Regions from separate parts of the Mus musculus genome. Here regions 2 and 3 are each linked to region 1. A link is a contact called in public promoter capture Hi-C data. All regions are on one chromosome and are shown on one strand. The core of a region is the stretch at or near the end of the contact, and the rest is flanking DNA. Distances in the headings are between cores, read along the strand shown.

Region 1 (2,700 bases), core at 103-2,602:
CTTGCTGCAGGGGCCCTGTGAGGCCCAGGGTGGCTGCCTGCTTTCAGAATCCTGTGTGTCAGCCAGGCCGGGTGGTACAGCTTGCCTGGCTGGGTTTGCAGGGCAGCAAGAGCACTGCTTAAAAGTTTTCCGATCGAAGCTTTAATGGAGCGTTTATTTATTTATCGAGGCCTCTGGCAAGCCTGGGGGGATAAGCAAAGGGTGGGGGGCATGGGTGATACCTTAAGTCCCTGTTCTCTGAAGCAAGGGCAGGATCCCTACCCAAGAGTTGCTGAGGCCCAAGCAGTTTATTTATTGGGAAAGGGAGAGGGAGACAGACTGACAGCCATGGATGGGCTGGAGAAACAGTCCCTTTGTACCAGTACTCCAGCCGCATGTATCCAGGGGATCTGAGATGGGGAGGGTACGTGAGGGCCTTGGCTGACTGCGGCCAGGAGGGGTGGGTATGCGTCCTTCCTATGGCTGGAGTGCTCCTCTGCTGTCCTCCCCACCCTCCAGTCTGCACTTTGATTTGTTTCCTAACAGTTCTGTTCCCTCCTGCTTTGATTTTAATAAATGTTTTGATGGTGTTAGGGCTGGGTTTGAAACTCTCCGCCAGCCAGAGTGAGGCTAGTGTTGGAGGGAATGTTCACTCCCTCTTCCTATCTGACTTAATTTCCTTTCAGTTTGTAACCCCTTGAGAAGAAAACTGACCCAATGGTGGGTAGGGAGTTATGCTTGGGACCTAAGTACAGAAGAGGGAGCGTCAGAGTCAGCTTGCTGTGCACCTTCTGAACATTAGTAAAGATGCAACACAGTGAACTGTGTTTGTGTCGAATGCTTTCCTGTGTGTATGTGCGTGGGCCTACGCTTGCAGCTGCTGTTCCCTCCCTATAGGCCTTGTAAGTAGAAGACCAGGGAGAGTTTCCTGAAAGGTGCTGGGGCAGAGATCTGGGAGAAGGAAGGGGTGATTGGCAATCCATGACTTGTGTTAAAGCATAGATGGAAGTCCTCTGAGCTGAGCATCTACAAAGCTTACTTCTTTACAACCTGGGGGCTAAGGGGGAAGGCTATTATCCTCATTTGACAGGGAAGTGCAGATGTCCAGATATAAAACGCTTGTGGGTCTGATCTATTAGGGCTCCTGCACTTAGAGCTTTGCCTGCCCACACCCGACTGGGTGGAGCGCCGGTTCCTGTGGGACTCCTGGCAAGATGTCATTGCCAGTGACTTCTGGGGTGACTCCTTTTGGAAGCCTCTTCCAGGCGGGGAAACCGAGGCCAGGTGGGGGCGGGGCCATGCTTGGGCCAATGGGCGCGCGCCCCGCCCCCAGCCAGCCTGGGCGGCCTGGTAACCGCAACCCGCAGCCTTGCAAGCCTCCGAGCCATGGCGTGCGCCGGGCTGCTTACTGTGTGCCTGCTCGGGCCACCTGCGCCCCAGCAGCCGCGACACTCTGCGCCTGCCGCGGGACACGCGCTTTTCCAGGACGTGAGTGGGGCACCGGCGGGCGGGCATCAGGCTCCCTAGGTCTCAGTCTTCCATGTCCCTGTCTCTCCCTCCACATCTGTTGGTCCTGCTTCGGTCCCTCTCCTAGACTATCTGTGACCCTGCTGTTGTGATCCTCCTGCCTTTTTGTCTTCCTGCCATTGCATTTCTTGTGCTGTCTGTGCCGCTCCGTGTCTCTCCTTGTCTCTCAGCAGTACTGCCCCTCACCCTAATTGTGTCCACTGGGGCTGGGGACTGCCAACACTCAGTCACAGCAGCCTGCTCCATGGCAGCCCCGGCTGGGCTGATAGGACAGGGGAGCCTACCTAGACCTTGAAGGAGCTCTGTCCTGCCCCGGAAGCCTCAGGCCTGATCAAGGGTGGCAGAGTCTTACAGTTGGTAAGGGACTCCTCTCATGGGCAGCAGGTGGCCTTGAGCCCCCTTTTGTAGATGTAGAGCATCCTACCCTGTCTCAGATCGCTGTGCAATCTTCCTGTGCTACCTTACCTAGCTAGAGGCAAAACTCCAAGTGCAGGAGCCCTAGCTCTGAGCGCCTCTCTTTCCCCCTTCTACTATGTGCTCAGCAAGTCCTGGCTCTCTTCTGCCCCTATTCTAGAAGTCCCTGCCAGTGTAAGAGGCTGTTGTGCCCCCTCCCCAATGCCCTAGTGACTCAGCACCTTGACCATGGTCCTTCAAGCCTGAGGAGGCATGTTTCAGGTCAGGAGGCACCCTGGGGTATGAATGGAGTATCTTCATTCAAGCTTAGCTCTCCTGCCCCACTCCCATCCAAATTACCCCAGCCCGGCTGCGTTGAGCTGCTGTGTGATCCCAATCCAGTAGCAGCCCTTTCTCTGAGTCAGCCTAAGGGTTATATTGGTTGATTAGCCTAGTGACCCTGAGGGAGTTGGGTGGAAGAGTTTAGCATTCAGGACCCTGGGCTCTATGAGTTCTGTCTAGGCTTTGAACTTGTCTGTTTCATCATTGCCTCTACAAATAAAATCTACGGGCCGTTGCCACCCTCCTTGTTCCTTACACAAATGTGTACACACAGATGCCCACAGTCTTCATGATGAATTGGCCTTATAAGAGGTCCCAGCCCTGAAAGGGTTAAACTCTAAGCTGCTCCCTCACATACTAGTGGGAAAACCAGAACACCCAAAATAAGCAGGCACAAGGGAAAGAGCCTGTTCAGTGAGGGTAGGTGGAGAATAGTGTGTGGACTTGGGAGAATACCCA
Region 2 (2,797 bases), core at 270-2,769, 1.5 Mb after region 1:
CAAACCCATTTTGTCACCGCAGAGTACAGCCCAAGGAACTAGAGTAATCCTGATTTGAGAGGAGCTGTGGTTTAGAATTCCCCCTCTCTCCAATTACCTCAGCCCAGCAGGCACCCTACTTGCTGGCAAAGGATGAAGCCTGCAAGTGAACAGTTTGAATGAAGCCTCAGCATCCGGTCTGAAGACTAAGGGTCAGCCAGTAGCCATCTAGTGTCAGAGTCAAGATTCCAAATCTCCTTGGTCCCTTTTGGGGGATGGGACGGCACTGTGGAGCTCCTTAGGAAGTAGGAGCTAACCAGTGCTGAATTGGGTTCACCCCAGGCCCTTTCTCTACAAAACCAGAAAGTTTGGGCGGGATAGTCATTTAGCTGCCTTTTCCAGGATGTTGGGGTGGGCTGCAATTCTAAACTGAGTGCCTGTGAGTGGTAGGGAGGACTTCTGAGTGGTTTCCTAAGTCGAGGCTTGGTACCTGGACATGGGGGAAGGGTCAGGACTGGAAGGATCGCTGTGGTCCTGTTCCAAGTGTCCCCTTGTTCTCTGCATACATCACTCAGAATCTCTGACCCCATCTTGCCCCATTAGCCAGATCAAAGCTATGGTTCCAACAGAGTTTTGCAGAGGTGAGGAGCTGACTGCAAAGAAATGAGAGCGGCAATGGAGTGGGTCGGGGTGAGGGTCAGGACAGGAGCAGGGCGGGCTAGAAAGGCCAGAGCAGATCTGGGGCGGCATCCCACTCCCAGACTCAAGCTTCCTTCACCTGCTCTTTTCCTACCTCCAGACCTGGCCGAGTTGCAGGAGGTGAACGAGGGTCTGCAGTAGCCAGACGCAGAGGCGGCAGCAGCGGCGGCGGTAGGTGCCGGCCGAGGATGGTGCGGGCCGGGGGACCAGCTCCGCGCTACCTTCTTTGGTCCGGAAGGCGACAGCACTGTCCTTGGTGCTGATGGCGGCTCCGACTATGTCGCTGTCCTTGGTGCTGACGGCGGGTCCCGGGGTCCCCGCGGGCTCCGAGTAGTCGTAGACGAACCAGCGGAAGCTGAGCAGCTGCACGACCAGTGAGGGCAGCAGCACGAAGAGCAGGGTGAGGCCGAAGTAGGTGCTCTGACCCTGCAGGTAGTAGGAGGCCGCCAGCCACAGGTCGGTGGCGCCGTCGGAGAAGAACACGAGCAGCGCGCACAGCACCCAGCAGCAGTCCCGCAGCTCGTAGCGTGGCCCCGGGCACCCCGCCTCCACCGGTCCCGGGCCCGCGATCCCCGCCGCAGCCTCCCCGCGCCCTCCCGCCCCGCCCCGATCTGCTCCCGCCGGCCCCTCGGGCCCCGGGCCGGCCACGGCCGCCGCTCCATCCGACTTCGCGGCCATGTTGGCGGAGCAGGAGGCGGGGAGCGACTTCCGGGCGGCGGAGCGGGTGGGGTGCGGAGTGGGGAGGACCCTGCGCGGGCGGCTCCCGCCTCCCGCTCTTCCTCCGCCGCTCCTCTTCCTCCTCCCCTCTACCTCAATTATTCATCCTTGCCGGCGCCGCCCCGCCCGGGCTCCGGCCTGGATGTGGGCCGCCCCCTGGGAAGGGAGGGGGCCGGGGTGGGGAGAGCATCCCAGGTCACCCTCGCATGGCTTCCTCGGAGGCGTGGGGCCCAACCACATGCTTTCTGCCTCTGGCCTCCCCCTTTGACTGCCCCCGCCCTATCCTCTCCTTTTCCATTGATCTCCTGTGGTACCTCCGGTGGTTTGGGTCTTGCAATGTCCCAGGAGGGTGGGAGGCCGAGGTCTGAGAATAAAAGGACAGGGGTGGGGGCAGCTGCTTGGGCACCTGCCATAACCCGTTAGCAGTCACTCCTTCCAACGCCACTTCCTAGTTCCCCCGTGTTCACTTATTGTTTCATCCCCTCCTTTGATCTTGAGAGATCTCTTTTCTCATTGTCTTTTTCAAGCTGAGAAACTGCGGTTCTCTGAGTTGCGGTCTCTCGGTCTCTCGATCACCTTTCTTTTAGGAACCGCGTTCATCTGGCCACTAGCCTGATTAGGCAAGGCAGAGGAAAGGGATGGGAGGGAACCCCTTGGGAAGGAAAGAGCAAGTGCAAACAGCTACTCCCATCACCACTGGAGGCCACATTTTCTAGGATGTCCGGAAGAGGGGGTGGGGGTGCAGAACGATAAAACTGGCGATTTCCGATGGATTGGACCCTGAAGGGCCAGAAGGTGACAACGGGGGCACCTGCTGCAGAATGTCAGCTGAGGAGTTAGGTGGCTAGGTCAGGATTTAGCAAGAAGACTTGGCAGCCAAAGTGGAGCAGGGATCACAAAGCAGCAGCCTGGAACTGGAGAGAACAGAGGAACATTATAAACACAGTCCATGAGAGGAGCTAGGGGTCTCTCATGTGCCTGAGTACTCCCACACAACTACACCTTGGCTTGGATGGGATATCCTAGGACACTGAACCATTTCTTTGTCATTATTCTAAGCAATGAGGAATCGCTAATCATTTTAGTCTCACAATTTATATGGTCTATATTGTTCTGCCCATTCTATAGATGAGAAAACATAGAGTCAAAAGATACATTTAGTGGCTTAAAATCACATAGTGTTAGAAACAAATTCAAACGTGGCTCTCGAATAGGCTTTGAAAACTCAAGGGAGTGAGGAAGAGTGAGGAGGGGAGGAAGTGAGGTGGAAGGACCACCCTGCCTCAGAGTGACAGGGAAGATAGAAGAGACAGCTGCCCTGGGCTGGGTGGAGCAGCCATCTGCTGTCCTGCAGCCTGGCTTCCCTTTCGTGTCCAGGGACCGTTTTGGTCTCAGTGATGCT
Region 3 (2,873 bases), core at 187-2,686, 1.6 Mb before region 1:
CTTATTTGCCCGCGCGCATGCGCTCTCTCTCTCTCTCTCTCTCTCTCTCTCTCTCTCTCTCTCTCTCTCTCTCTCTCTCTCTCTCGCACACACACACACACAAAATCAAGGGGCAGAGTCTGGTAGAGCCTAGGTCTCCCTGTATAATCAAATACTGGGGATTATAGGAAATATTGAAAGATATTTTACTCTTTTTATATTTATTTTTATTAATGTCTCTGTGTGAGAGTTTGTACATATTAGTGTCGCTGCCTACAGAGGCCAGAGGAGGGAGTCAGATTTGAGGCTGGAGTTACAGGAGGTTGTGAGCCACTCCATGTAGCTCATAGAATTTAAGATGCCAGGAAGAGCAGTATGAGCTTTTAACCTTTGAGACATCTCTCCAGCCCCATGGCAGAAGAATATTTTCTCTTCCTTCCTTCCTTCCTTCCTTCCTTCCTTCCTTCCTTCCTTCCTTTCTTCCTTTCTCTCTCTCTCTCTCTCTCTCTCTCTCTCTCTCTCTCTCTCTCTCTCTCTCTCTCTCTCTCTCTCTCTCTCTCTTTCTTTCTTTCTTTCTTTCTTTCTTTCTTTCTTTCTTTCTTTCTTTCTGTGTGTGTTTAAGACAGGGTTTCTCTGTGTAGTGCTGGCTGGTCTCAAACTCAGAAATCTGCCTGCCTCTGCCTCCCAAGTGCGGGGATTAGAGGCTTGTGCCACCACTGCCAAGCAGGATTATTTTCTCTTTCTTTCTTTCTTTCTTTCTTTCTTTCTTTCTTTCTTTCTTTCTTTCTTTCTTTCTTTCTTTCTTTCTTTCTTTCTTTCTTTCTTTCTTTCTTTCTCTTCCTTCCTTCCTTCCTTTTTCTTTCTTTCTTTCTTTCTTTTCTTTCTCTCTCTTTCTTTCTCTTTCTTTCTTTCTTTCTTTCTTTCTTTCTTTCTTTCTTTCTTTCTTTCTTTCTTTCTTTCTTTCTTTCTTTCTTTCTTTCTTTCTTTCTTTCTTTCTTTCTTTCTTTCTTTCTTTCTTTCTTTCTTTCTTTCTTTCTTTTTTGGTTTTTCGAGACAGGGTTTCTCTGTATAGTCCTGGCTGTCCTGGAACTCACTCTGTAGCCCAGGCTGGCCTCGAACTCAGAATTCGCCTGCCTCTGCCTCCCATTTTTTTTTTTTTCAATAGTCAAAAAAAGGTTCAAGCTTTTGCTTCTTGGTGCGTTTAATCCTCAAGACAGTTCTGCAGTGAAGGCATTGTTTTTCTCCCTTCACGGGGGTCTCCAAGAGCCAAAGGAGCCTGTACTTTAAAAGCTCTGCAAGGAACCTTGGACAATAGCTTCAGGTCTGACTTTGCAAACAGCTACTAAAATACCGGGTTCACCACAAATACCTGCAACTTCCGAGCTTTTGCCCCCACCCCAAATCCTCAGCGCGCCTGCGTCTCCCATCAGGTGACGTCGGCAGCGGCGCCCCGCCTACTCCGGGAACGCGGAGCGCCGGAGCGGGCGGGCGGCCATTTTGTGAAGCGGCTGTGGAGGTGTTGGCTGCAGTGGGCTCCGGGAAAGCCGTTCGGGCTGGGGCTGTCGGCCGCAGGGCTGAGGCACTCGCGCGGGGGGTAACTCGGGTCTGGGTTCTGGTGCCGCGCAAGCTCTCCCCGGTAAGACTCCCGCAGCCCCGGAACGGGCGGGGCTGTGCGGGGCTCGAGCCGCCTCCTTGGTGCCTCGGGGCGGGGCCTTCCCAGGCCTCGGAGCCCGCGGCCGCGAGCGCCCAACACAAAGGGTCGCGGCGGGGCTGCGGGGGTCCTGGGGCGCCGCTCACGCTCCGGGGCCTCCGAGGATGCGAAAGGTGGAGTCTGCGTGCCGAAGTGGGAGCAGGGCCTTAGCGGGGATGCCCGGTGGTCCTGAGAGGGGAAGCGGCCAGCATCGGGTGGCCTCGCGGCCTGCGAACTACCGGGTCGGGGGGGGGGGGATTGCGATGAAAACGCCTGCACGCTTAGTGGGGAAGGCTTCGTTGGCTTTAAGCGGGAACGAGGTTTTAACTCTCACCTCTGCCCCGAAGTGAAGAGGTCCTAGTGGCCTATGACCTGCAAAAGTGGACTACACTAGGGACATTCCTATGGGGAGGAAAGGTGTCCTGGGAGGCTGGGAACCGGTCGCTTTTAGGGCCTGGAGGTGCAGGGATTGCAGTGTATAGCTTCCTAGGTCTAGCGCTGAGGAGGGGCTTCCTAAGTGTAGGTGATTGGAGCCGCCCTGTAGGTCGGAGAGGCTTGAAGAATTGTAGCTAGGATGGCTGGTCCTTGATTCCCAACTAGGGGAGGGGCTGCTATCTGCAGCACCTTTGGGAGTTGGAGGAAGGAGGGTGGGTGTCTTAGATAGCTTACTTACTGTCTGAAGGTTGGCGGCGCCACTTTGCAGCCGCGTAAAATAGAAGGAAAGGCATTTTAAAGATCTACAGGTTAGTATTGGGGTATGGACTAACGTAGCAGGTTGGAGTGCCCGTGTTAGTAAGCGAGTTAGTAACCTAAGTGTGTGTTTTATTGGAAGTTCTAAGGAGTCCCCTGTGGTTTATTCAAGTGCTAAAGATCCATTCATTCTGGTAGATAAAGTTGCGAATTACAGGCTGTGTTGCAGAAGTATTCTGGGTCCTAAAGCCTTCTTGGCTCCTAGATTCCGAGATGACTGAGTGTGTGCAGTTGGCAGAAACCATTTTATTGTGTACGTTAAGATTTAAGTTGATGCGAATCTTATTATATGACTTGGTGGGAAAAAACTAGGATGGATGGCAACTCAAGGGAGAGACTATTTCTTTCAGGGCTTTTTGGATAGTTTGAGCTGTAATTTTTGGTGAACTTCAGTCTTAGAAACAAAAATTGTCCGGGACCTTGTTAACCATTGTATACTGTTAAAATGTTAAAG

The links. Promoter capture Hi-C pulls out the DNA fragments that hold promoters and counts their contacts.
Region 2: a promoter capture Hi-C map of liver shows a contact between it and region 1, with 4 times the contacts expected there. The contact joins the promoter of Xkr7 here to the promoter of Necab3 in region 1.
Region 3: a contact with region 1 is called in a promoter capture Hi-C map of liver, with 2.8 times the contacts expected there. The contact joins the promoter of Cpne1 here to the promoter of Necab3 in region 1. A contact is called at or near these places in 2 of 39 promoter capture datasets (liver and pre-B cells) and 1 of 115 datasets of contacts at active chromatin or transcription factors (astrocytes).

Annotation. Positions count from the first base shown.
Region 1 is chr2:154,557,505-154,560,204 of GRCm38.p6, reverse strand. It overlaps Necab3 (N-terminal EF-hand calcium binding protein 3), which reads left to right and starts at 1,352. Exons shown (of 13, transcript NM_021546.3): 1 at 1,352-1,467. The coding sequence starts at 1,366. E2f1 (E2F transcription factor 1) reads left to right here. Exons shown (of 7, transcript NM_007891.5): 7 at 1-805.
Region 2 is chr2:153,030,574-153,033,370 of GRCm38.p6, reverse strand. Xkr7 (X-linked Kx blood group related 7) reads right to left here and starts at 1,519. Exons shown (of 3, transcript NM_001011732.1): 1 at 773-1,519. The coding sequence starts at 1,356.
Region 3 is chr2:156,110,528-156,113,400 of GRCm38.p6, reverse strand. Cpne1 (copine I) reads left to right here and starts at 1,436. Exons shown (of 16, transcript NM_170590.3): 1 at 1,436-1,615. Rbm12 (RNA binding motif protein 12) reads left to right here and starts at 1,436. Exons shown (of 3, transcript NM_029397.3): 1 at 1,436-1,615.